Regions from separate parts of the Zea mays genome. Here regions 1 and 3 are each linked to region 2. A link is a contact called in public Hi-C data. All regions are on one chromosome and are shown on one strand. Each heading gives the region's core, a stretch centred on a gene start, on an enhancer-like site or on the middle of the called end of the contact. The rest is flanking DNA. Distances are from core to core; before and after follow the strand shown.

Evidence for each region. Hi-C and Micro-C count contacts between places; a contact is called where the count stands out from the background.
Region 1: a Hi-C map of tassel shows a contact between it and region 2, with 2.5 times the contacts expected there. The contact joins the promoter of LOC100275634 here to the promoter of LOC542225 in region 2. A contact is called at or near these places in 5 of 25 Hi-C or Micro-C datasets (bundle sheath, ear, leaf and 1 more).
Region 3: a Hi-C map of ear shows a contact between it and region 2, with 3 times the contacts expected there. The contact joins the promoter of LOC100279970 here to the promoter of LOC542225 in region 2. A contact is called at or near these places in 2 of 25 Hi-C or Micro-C datasets (ear and endosperm).

What each region holds. Positions count from the first base shown.
Region 1 is chr6:93,528,017-93,531,402 of Zm-B73-REFERENCE-NAM-5.0, forward strand. It overlaps LOC100275634, which reads right to left and starts at 1,635. Exons shown (of 11, transcript NM_001374092.1): 1 at 1,191-1,635. The coding sequence starts at 1,331.
Region 2 is chr6:94,059,261-94,062,829 of Zm-B73-REFERENCE-NAM-5.0, forward strand. LOC542225 (calcium dependent protein kinase13) reads right to left here and starts at 2,269. Exons shown (of 11, transcript NM_001111835.2): 1 at 1,546-2,269. The coding sequence starts at 2,130.
Region 3 is chr6:93,298,751-93,302,350 of Zm-B73-REFERENCE-NAM-5.0, forward strand. LOC100279970 reads left to right here and starts at 1,637. Exons shown (of 5, transcript NM_001152918.1): 1 at 1,637-2,076; 2 at 2,869-3,296; 3 at 3,419-3,600. The coding sequence starts at 2,978.

The sequences.
Region 1 (3,386 bases), core at 385-2,884, 530 kb before region 2:
TAGTTCTACTTCGTCAGCTACAAATGGAAATCTAACTAGCTATTGTGCAAAATGACATCAGGAAAAGAATGTTTGTAGTTAGGTGACATTAGGTGAGCTCGTGACATATAAAGCAACGTTTATATATTCTAAGAATGCTATTCTGGTATGAAATGTTAAAAGTTATGACTTATGAAACAGCACTACTAAAAAAATGAAAGTTCATGCAACTAGATCATGGAAACATGAAACTTTGACTGAGCTTGGTCAAAATATGAAAGGAGATGCCAGTCCTTGGAAGCTGTTGGATTGCTTCTCTGAATTTACTGTGCCCTCGTTTTTTATATCATTAGCTATGAGATTCCTGTCATGCCCAATGACTTAGCCGCTGCTTATCCCAGTTTTTGTCTACACATGCTGACAGCAATACGCAACACGACTAGTGTTTGTCCATCGTGCCATGGTTTGTAGTTTGACAGAGACTCCTTGCACATTCGGAGGAGAGCAACGACCCCTCCTAGCTGCGAATAAAAACTGGAAACTTCGTGCCTCCGGAAGAGTTGTTCGTTTATCCAGGAATGCACTGGTGACCGATTCCAGGTGATCAAAACTTATATAAATTAGGGAAACAATCCGGAAAACCGAACGTAAGATGGTATGATTTGGCGACTCCAAAAGCGGCACAGAGCAGAAGAGCGGTCAGACACAATTTCGCGTTGTGGGTCGCAGTCGCAGGCTTGACCATCCGTTCCAGAGGGCAGACTTTTGCTGACAGCAACGTGAATGTAGATTAAGCACCGGCTTCGCTTATCCCTGGCTGGGAGAGAGATTTGCAAGAAAAAGGGCCGCCAAGCTTGACTTCACACTGTAGTACTGTATGTATGCCGACATGCAGGCTTGTATTCTACTAATTATTGGCTTGACTTGTTGTATGTATCTGTATCTGTATGGTACGTATAGCGAGCACGCCCTTGTTCGCGTATCAATCGGTTGGTCGGAAAATAGGAACTCTGACGAGGATTGTGGTGAGCCCGCGAGAGTCTCGCTAGGAAATCGGTGGTGTGTCCAACTCCCAGCAGCAAGGTGACCTTGAATTTGAAGCAGCAGTACCGTCCGCTGTCCGCACCTCGAAAAGCAGCGAGAGCCGCGGCACGTACGCAACGCAGCAGCATGCACGAGGCGGGGGGCAGGGGATCAGGATGGGGATGTACCTTGTTGGAGTGGGGCGGCGGGATGGCGAGCTCGCCGGAGTCGAAGTTCCCGGGGCCGTACCTCCCGCGGCGCGCGTCGTAGGCGGCCGCCAGCGTGCCCGGCGCGTCCTCCGGGAAGTGCCTCGAGCACACGCACCCCATGGCTGGCTTGGCTTCTCAGCGGAGTCGGAGTCGGGCGAATGTAGCCGGCAGGCAGGAGGGACACGCGCTCTGCTGGAGGCAGGAGGCAGGAGGCTATTCCTCAAGTTGCTGGTGGTGGTGGAATCGGGCAGCTCGTCGTCGCTCCTCCCCAGCGCTGGAGTTGGGGTTGCTGGTCCCCGGAGGTGGCGGCGGGTTTGAAGTTGCGGGTGAGAGGCGGACGCAAGGGAGGGAGGCGCAGTGCGTGGCGTGGTGGTGGCCTGGTGGGATTGGCGTTGGCGAGCCGACACGACGGCAGTCGGCAGGGTTGGTTTGGGTTTGGGGTGGGTCGCTTTTTGTTTCGTGGACTGGGCAACCTCTGACTCGTTCCGTTTCCGTCTTTCTGTTCCCGTCCCACGCCCCGCCCGCCATCATCGTGCTCGTGCTCGTCCGGTCAAGCAATTAATTCAGCTGCGTGCGTCATCCGTCGCTGTGGCTTACCACCACGAAGCACGTGGCGTGTGCTGCATGCGGCACGTGGCAGTCGTACACCCCCTCTGCTGGAACTGGAAGCAACGACGACGGATCATTGTGACGTTGTGCAAAAAGGAGAAGAACAACGGCAAGGCAACAACGCGTTGCGTGCAGTGTGTGCGCGTCTCGTGTAGTAGTCGATGCAAACAACTGTATTTAGCAGCACTTCTATCAAATTAGGCTGACTCTGACTGTAGCAGCACGGGCATCCGACATCGGTTGCTTACTCTATTTTCGCACGATTCTCTCGCTCCTATGCCACTATAGATCGGACGGCCAAGATATGTCCAGGTGTCATCGCGGAGAATGGAGGGCGGCCGAGGGCACCCAACCCAACCCTAGCACCATCTGTCCATAAATACCGCACGGGTGGGGGTAGCCATCTCGTCTTCCCGATCCGCCGCCGCCAACAATTTCTTTATGTTTTTCTGTTTTCTTGTTCAGAGAACACGCATGTTCCATCCATGCCCACTTGCGCGTTTTTTTTGTTGTTGCAGTTCTTCCTCGTTTGCAGTTCTTCCTCGGGATTTGATTTGATTGATTGGATTGGGTTGGTGCGGGGGCATGCTGGGGGCAGATGACGACATGCTTACGAAGCAGAAGCTGCTGCCTCCGTGACGAGGCACGCCGTGTTGCTCGTCTTCCATGACTCTGATGCCTGCCTGCTTCGCTCCCACCACCCCACACCTTAATCGATGGATTAGGAATTAACCTGCAGCGCCCGTCCAGGTCTCGTGAGAGATTTATATGTTTGGATCAGATTTTAGTTTCTTGAGGCAGATGACGACATGTGCATCCTGCTTGAGATGCAGAAGCTGCCTCCCAGAGGCTTAGCCATGTTGCTCCTCTTCCATGACTCTGATGCCTCCTCGTCCTCTCCCATCATTTGTGTTTTGTTTTGTATTGGTTTTTTTTTGCTGTCTTGCTGTCAGTGATGGCCCATCCCCTAGCGGTTAAAGCTAACAAAACAAAACAGGCGATGTTTCCTTTTCTTGTCGTCACTCAGGCCTTGAAAGCACGCAGTCAGTTCTATGCATTGGATTCAGTCTGCGTTTCGGCTACACAATTCAACACAGGGAAAAAAATCCTAGGGTGGTCATGTGACAGAAATACCAAGGTAGCGAATAAGATTAAAAAGAACACTTTGTTGTGCTTGTCATTGTATAAAGGGATCCATCCGAGGATGAATTGGCTAGGTCGGTGAGAGATTGGAGATGGATAGGAACGTCGGCAGGGGGCCTTTGCCTACGGCCGAGTAAGAAGAGGGTTTCTCACTTCTAATTCTTGTCTATTTTATTTCTAATGAATTACGTAAATAGGCCGGTTAGTCGTCTATATCTAGCTAGAGATCCTTATCTCCTTAAAACTATTATAAAAACTATTAACAAACTAACTGATAACATTTCTAAATAATCTCAATTAATCTTATTTCTAACTATCATTATCTAACCCCACTTGGAGGGTCTATGACTGCTGGTGCTGTAGTCCCTTCGTGGGTCTTCTTGGGCCCTGACACTACCCATCTTGGACAAGCAGCTCGTCATC
Region 2 (3,569 bases), core at 1,019-3,518:
TAGGTGTTGCCTTCTTAGTCATGGTCTAGTAAGTTGTAGAATTGCAGTTTCATAATTTCATATAGAATTGTTGCTGGAGATGTACTGCTGTTTTGGACTATTCAAGTATTCATATTGCTGTTTTGGACTAATTTAAGTATTCATACTGCTGTTTTGGACTATTTATACTGCTGCCTTGTCTATACGTGTGCTTGTTTTGAGCAAGTCTCTATACTATATAAGTAAATATCTATATATATAGTGCTATATATGTCCTGGAAATACATAGGACGATCAATGGACAATTAGGGTCGATCAGCGGCGACTAATCGCCCTGATTGTCGCCTAATCGCGACTAATCGTTTGATCGCCCAGTGGCATCGATCAGACGATCAGGCGATCTGAAAACAATGATAGAAGCTATTAAATTATCAGCTGTTTGATCTAGTCAACAAGTCCAATATTGTTCCTTCATGAAGAAGAATACTACTAAGAATGATGCAATGTAAGACATTCTTATTTTGTTTCATTTATGCGATGCTATCCCCTATGGAGCTTGGGCACCTTCATCAAATCTAGGCTCCTAAGGCAAATTGCAATGCGTTAATAGAACAATCACAATCAGTTAGGTTTTCCTAAAGTTCCACTGGATCCAGCTGGAAAATGCAGACCTTTGTTCACCAAACAAGAAGGTGGGAATGAAAGAGTAGATCAGGATATGCACTGTATTGTTTATCATTAATTAACAACGGACAAGAATTGGGTAATTCGCCAATAATTTCAATCACTGTACTATTCGGCATCCTAAAGTTCCTACAAGCATTCCTTTCTCAAAACATAAGATTAGCATGATTTCCAGCATCAGCTGAACCTGCTGAGAACTGTCAAACCCCCTACTCAGTGTCACAACCAAGAAACTAGGACAATTTACTCTCACCAGCCAAACTATCTAGCGGAGCAACTGGAGACATGTTATCGGGATTGAACAATGGAACAGTAAATATATTAAGCTTTCATGGCGCAACCCTACTGTTTGAAAAGTCAAAAAAATCCTAAAACCACACAAAAAAAGAGAAGATATTGCGCTAGACAACATATTGCTAAAATACAACTGGTCAAGTACCATGCAAGATCCTAGGATTTCCTATGTTACTTCCTACAAAAAGCCGCCAATGCCAAACAACTTAAGAGCAAAGTTCCAAAATTGAAATAGGAAGTCCCAAAAGTATCCTTCAGTAGGCAAAATCCGGACCATTTTTGTTTGGTTCCTGGGGACTAATTTTTAATCACTCCATTTTGTTCCATTTTAGTCACTAAATTAACAACTACGGAGTTTTAGTTTCCGTGTTTGTTAATTTAGAGACAAATGAAATAAAATGGAGTAAAAATTAGTAAACCAAAGCCCCTTAACCACCAAGGTTTCGGTTCGGCGCGAACACATGCCGGTTACCTCGACAGATAGAGGTACTATTTGAAATTTCAAAATATTCCAAAAAGGTGGAATTTGACATGAGGAGTGCACCCCCCCCCCCCCCCCCCCCCCCCAACGAGCAAAGCTTTGAGTACCTTAGCTTTGGAGATGATCTTGACGGCGACGGCATGGCCCTTGTACTCGCCCTTCTTGACCAGGGCGGAGCAGGTGTGGCCAAAGTGTCCCCTCCCGACCTCCTTCCCGAGGTCGTACTTGGCCCCGAAGTTGTTGGCGAAGCCGAACGTCTTGTCCAACGGGCGCTCGGCCTCGGCGGAGTCGGCGGCGACGCCGGCGCCGCCCTCCTCCGGTATGGTGCCCTCCTTGGGCTTGCCCCCGCCGAGGCGCTTGGCGAGAGTGGCCTTGATGTGCTTGGCGGGCGAGGGCGGCGGGAAGGGCCGCTTGAAGAACCTGCGGGGCGTGGACCTGGCAGGCGACGGCGACACGCCCGCGGGGAGCGGGCTGGCCCCGCCGGCGGGGTACGGGCTGGGCCAGGCGGTCGTCGCCGCCTGGTGGTGCACCGGCGTGGCCGATCCGGACTTGCGGCGCCCGGGCGTGGCGGGCTGCGGCGGCGGCGCGCCGTTGGCCGGCAGCGGGGACGGCGGCGCGACCGCGTGGGCGTGGTCGTCGTGGTCCGCCCGCCGCGACGACGCGCCGCCTGCCTTCCCGTAGCACTGCCCCATCGCGGGCGGGCCGCTAGGGTTAGGGTTTAGGTTCCGGCCCTCCGCGCCGCCGCGGGTGCGAGCGTGAGGCAGGGCAGGGCAGGCGGGTTGTTGCGTCGTCCGTCGGGAATGGAAGGGGAAGCAGGGGAGAAAGAGAAAGAGAGAGCAGGAAGCGGGCGAGAGAGGGGGAGGAGGTGGCGTCCGTTATTTCTCTCGCCTCGCCTCGGTTACAGTTACAGGCTACAGCGCGGCAGCTGAGAGGAGAGAGAGGGGCAGGGCGCCGGGCCGGGTCGGGTCCCAGGGAGGCGACCGTGAAATCACCAACTGCATTTCCAAATTTTTCTTTTTGCCCTTTTCCATTCTTTCACCCGAAAACGGCTTTCTGACCGGTGGTCCCCGGGCGGCGCAGGTCCACCTGCCATCCACTCACCCCCACCTGCCCGCGCCACCACGGCATGCGTGGGAAACCGGCGCGGGTGACGTCAGTCCGCTTGAAGAACACTAGTAGACTTTTCACGCGAGTCTGCAGAGCCCAGCTCCAGCACCGACGACGACGAAGAAGAAGAGGAGGAGCAAATCCAAGTTGTTCTTGACCGGCAGCACAAGCGCGCGCGGTTGCTCGTCTCTCGATCGACGCTGAATAGCTAGCTACACATGCGATGCAACCGTGTTGACGTTTTCCAGTCTGTCCGCCACACTGGTAGTACTGAATAGTAAAAGGAGAAGAAGGAAAGAAAGAAAGAAAAAGTCATCGCTTGACTCGGTCGATTCAGATGAGAGAGCTGCATGCACATGTGTAGCTAGCTGCCGTCTGAATCCTGAAAGATGGATTTCCCTTCTTGAATTCGGTAGCTTCGTATGATGTGGGCTGGAGTTGCATTGCACATGTGTAGCTTATTCAGATGTAAACGCCGCATTTTCAAGCTGGCTAGCCCCGCCGAGAGATCCGACATGCGTGCACGATTAAGCTTCGTCGTGACATTAATTAAGCTTTTAATCTAGGTTACAAACGTGTTGTTAGGTACAACTTGCAGGTGTCAGTTACCGTCGGCGGCTTTTATGTTCCATGGAGCAAACCCCAAGCGGTACATGCGTGCGTGCTTGCCCTAATTATCAGCGTTAGGTTAATCCCGGCTACTATTAAGTACTGAAATTGGGTACTTGGTGCTACCGCGATCATTTGAACACACGCCTCTACTCTATAAATTTGGGACTAACGACCAGACTACACATATCTTAGTGTTTAGAAATAAACAATAATTATATTTGAATGAATAGCTCAATACATATTTATATGATATATACAAATAGCAAAAGCACGGGCAACTTGCTAGTAATATATATAGGGTACAATGGACTTTATGGCGTTCTCATTTCACATATAGCCAACAATAACACTCTCATGGTACAAGTTATACATTTAACACTTAGTCCACCTCTTACTCTCACAAGTTGTTTTA
Region 3 (3,600 bases), core at 387-2,886, 760 kb before region 2:
GTCTGAGTGCAATTTGTTTGGTGGATTTAGTGGAGATTATAGGCGTGGCGTGATTTGGTAAGCTGAGTTTTACAAAGTTTGAATTGGTGGATTATATAGTGATATAGATTCATTTTCTAATTAGAATTTATTAAGATCTCAAATGAATTGTGAAGAAATATTTGGATTATGATCCATTACCACCCGTAGGTATAACCATATAGCATAAAGTTACGCTTGGCTTGCATTATAGTTGGATTATAAGATGCTCAGTTTTAATTATAGCTAGAGTTAAACATAGTCAATCTAATTGTAAGGGCATGCACAATGGTGTTTAATGTAGATATTTTTGAGATGTCTAAAGAGACATTTGCAAAAAAAAAATCGTGGAGCCGTCTCTTCGTGAAAAGACGTCTCTGGTTCGTAAACCAAATAGCAACAGACGTCTCACTTCCCATTGTACGAATTCGTCGTCTGTTCTATCCATCCTATGTTGTACAAACACATTTACTTATGTATTTATTAATAGACTCCATTTATAGACACTTCATTGTATAATACAGTCTCTTAATTATCTCTTGTGTTTGGAGAAACGCTATACATACCCTAAAGTTTATTAGTAACCCGTGAGAGTTCACTCATATTCCAACAATAGAATCAATCATCCTATCTTAGCTCGGAAGTCTGGCTCAACCTCAGGCCTGTTTGAACGTGGGGATTTATATTTTCTTATTTATGGGATTTTCATGTAAAAATTTAAAATGATTTCTATAAAATTGTTACATAATTCCCGCGATGTTCCTGTGTTTGAAGCAGGCCCTCACCTTGGTTTTCAGAGCGGAATTCGCTCTATCACCAATCAATGAGACACATACAGTAGGTAGGCTATTATTGAACGTACTAACAGTCTAACACCCTCTCACTCTAATAAAACTGGTCAGCGCTGATCATCTATCTCTGCCTTGACAAGATCCAGTCGTGGTCAGTGTGGGCGCGCCCGAATGAAAGCCATGCAGTGAATGGAGGACTGGTGCACTGTGTCTACGCTACAGTGGGCACATGCGAAAGGTGCAGGCTCTTCAGCCAGCTCCAGCACATTTTCCATTCCATCATGTTGTTTTCTGATAGAATAGAAGCAGCGCAAAAAGATGGACGTTGTTGACAACTGGGCATGCTTTTGTTGTGTCTGGCATCTCATATCAGCCGCTGAATTTTCAGAGTTCAGAAGCAAAGATTCAGAGCTCTGTCCATGTCCAGTCTCAGATGTGGTTCAGAGAGTTTGTGGCCCGCTCGGTTGCAGCCAATAAATCTGGTCAAAACCGTGGCCGTGATCTTTTGCCAAGCTCGTGGCTTTTCGACGGAGCCGGCATCATCATCAGCCATCATCTTCCAAGTGCGACCAACTAACTGCATCCACATGTGAACACATTGACAGATCAGATAGATGATCGTTCATTTACACAACGATAACGATTTTTTTCCTCAGTCTGAACGGATGAACAGGCAGTGAATTGGGCCAGATATTTTTCAGCAGGGAGGTTTTGACAGGGGCAGATATGAAAGTAAGATTTTTCCTAGGGGCGCTGCTCTCAAATTCCTCTGTCTTTTTTTTTACTTGTCTACCCACACCACACGACATCCTCTAGCAGTCTAGCGTGTGCGTGTGTCTGTTGCCTCGGCCCACATCACGCCTTCGCTTCGCGCCACCGCCGTCCGCCAGTTCAGCTCACCCTCGCCGCCGGTAGTCCGCGACTCCACCCAAGTTTCCCCTCCTCCGCTGCCTGCTTCCAGCTTCTCCCCAACTTCATTTCAGCTCTTGTGGGTCGGTTCGGGTCGGGCCAGCCCGGGCCGGTAGTGAGCGCGCCACCCGACCCGTTTCGCGGTTGCTCCGGTCCCTTTTCCTCTCCTATTTTCTCTTCTCTCTCTCCCGTCGTCCAGAGACCCAGAAGGAGAGGGAGACAGAGCCACAGAGGCAGGGGAGAGGAGGAGCAGCGTGGCGACGCCCAAATCGAGCGACCTGATCGAGGCCCCTCGCCCCTACTCGCTGAATCCCAATCCGAGCCCGCCAATTGGGCGCCCCCCCCCGCCCACGCAAAGGTGCGATTTTCCCCCCATCCCTCCCGCTCCCCCTTCTTGGAGCCGCGTACCCCAGCCCCCAGGATTGGTGACAGGCACCCTCCCTCCTGATCTCAATCAGTTCTCGGCGCTTGAGTGCCGTGGTATCGTTCCAATTTTGTGTTTTTTTAGTTCGTGGGCTAAGAAATCGTGTCTTGTTTCTCCAATTGACGGGGGTGCCTACCACACGGCTCAGAAGAGGAGTATAGTGTTTTCGGCGAAATTAATGTGCCAATTGTGGTGTGCAATCGTCTCTTTAGTTTCCCTGTTTGACGATGCAGTTCATCCGCGTCGCGAAGGAAGGACCCAGGCAGAGCTTAACAATTTTTACCTGGCGAGGGGAGGAGACTTTGCGTAATTATAGTTCCTGGGGGGTTGGCTTTGATTGCCATTTACACGCCTCTACTAGATATATTTTCTTGTCCGCTGGAAGGAGTCGTACAAAATTCTGCATTTGTCATTCGAGTATCCTTATGTCCGGAGCTAGCTTTGAATAATTGTTGGAGTGGCATGTCATGTTTATTTCCATTTCTAGCCTAGTCCTTTAAAAAAGGAGATTCCTGGGATTCAAGGAGGTTTAGAGTGCAGCTATGCCAACATTGATATAATACCTGTAGTGCTATTTGTTAACTGATATGAAATAAAAAGAAATAATGTTATCCACTTATTATTGAATTTGTGCTTTCAGACCGAAAGACAATGGACTTCTCAGTTCTCACCGACGTTCATAAGCCATAGCTGTGTTTGGTTCATTTCTAGTTGTTTTTGTTACAGGACAGATAGAAGAAAATTATTGGCGCTCTGACAAATCCAACTGAGGTTTTCTTGGACTACAGATGAAGCGGGCTCGAAGGGCGTATGTGCAAGAGATGACTGATGAGGGATGCTAGTGAAATTGATGAACTTGTTACGGGCGTGCTGGCGACCGTCATCGAACCGGCATGCCCGAACAGGCTCAGATGTTACCGGTAGGCAGGATGGACTTCTATGGTACAAGGACGCCGGGCAACATGTCAATGGGGAGTTCTCCATGGCTGTTGTTCAGGCAAATAACTTACTTGAGGACCAGTGTCAGATCGAGTCGGGCCCACTGAGTTTTCTAGATTCTGGACCATATGGCACTTTCGTTGGTGTTTACGATGGGCATGGTGGTCCAGAGACGGCCTGCTATATCAATGATCATCTTTTCCAGAATCTGAAAAGTAACTTGCTAACCTTTAAATCTGTGCAGTAGCACTATTCCCGTTTCTTAGCACTATATCTGCATTTGGCTTTCAGTTTGCACATAAAGGAGATCATCCATTTTTTCATGGCTTGTATTTAGGATTTGCATCTGAGCAGAATGCAATGTCTGCTGATGTACTGAAGAAGGCATATGAAGCTACAGAAGATGGATTCTTCTCCATTGTTACCAAACAATGGCCTGTAAAGCCTCAGATAGCAGCTGTCGGCTCATGCTGCCTGGTCGGTGTAATTTGTGGTGGCATGCTTTATGTTGCCAATGTT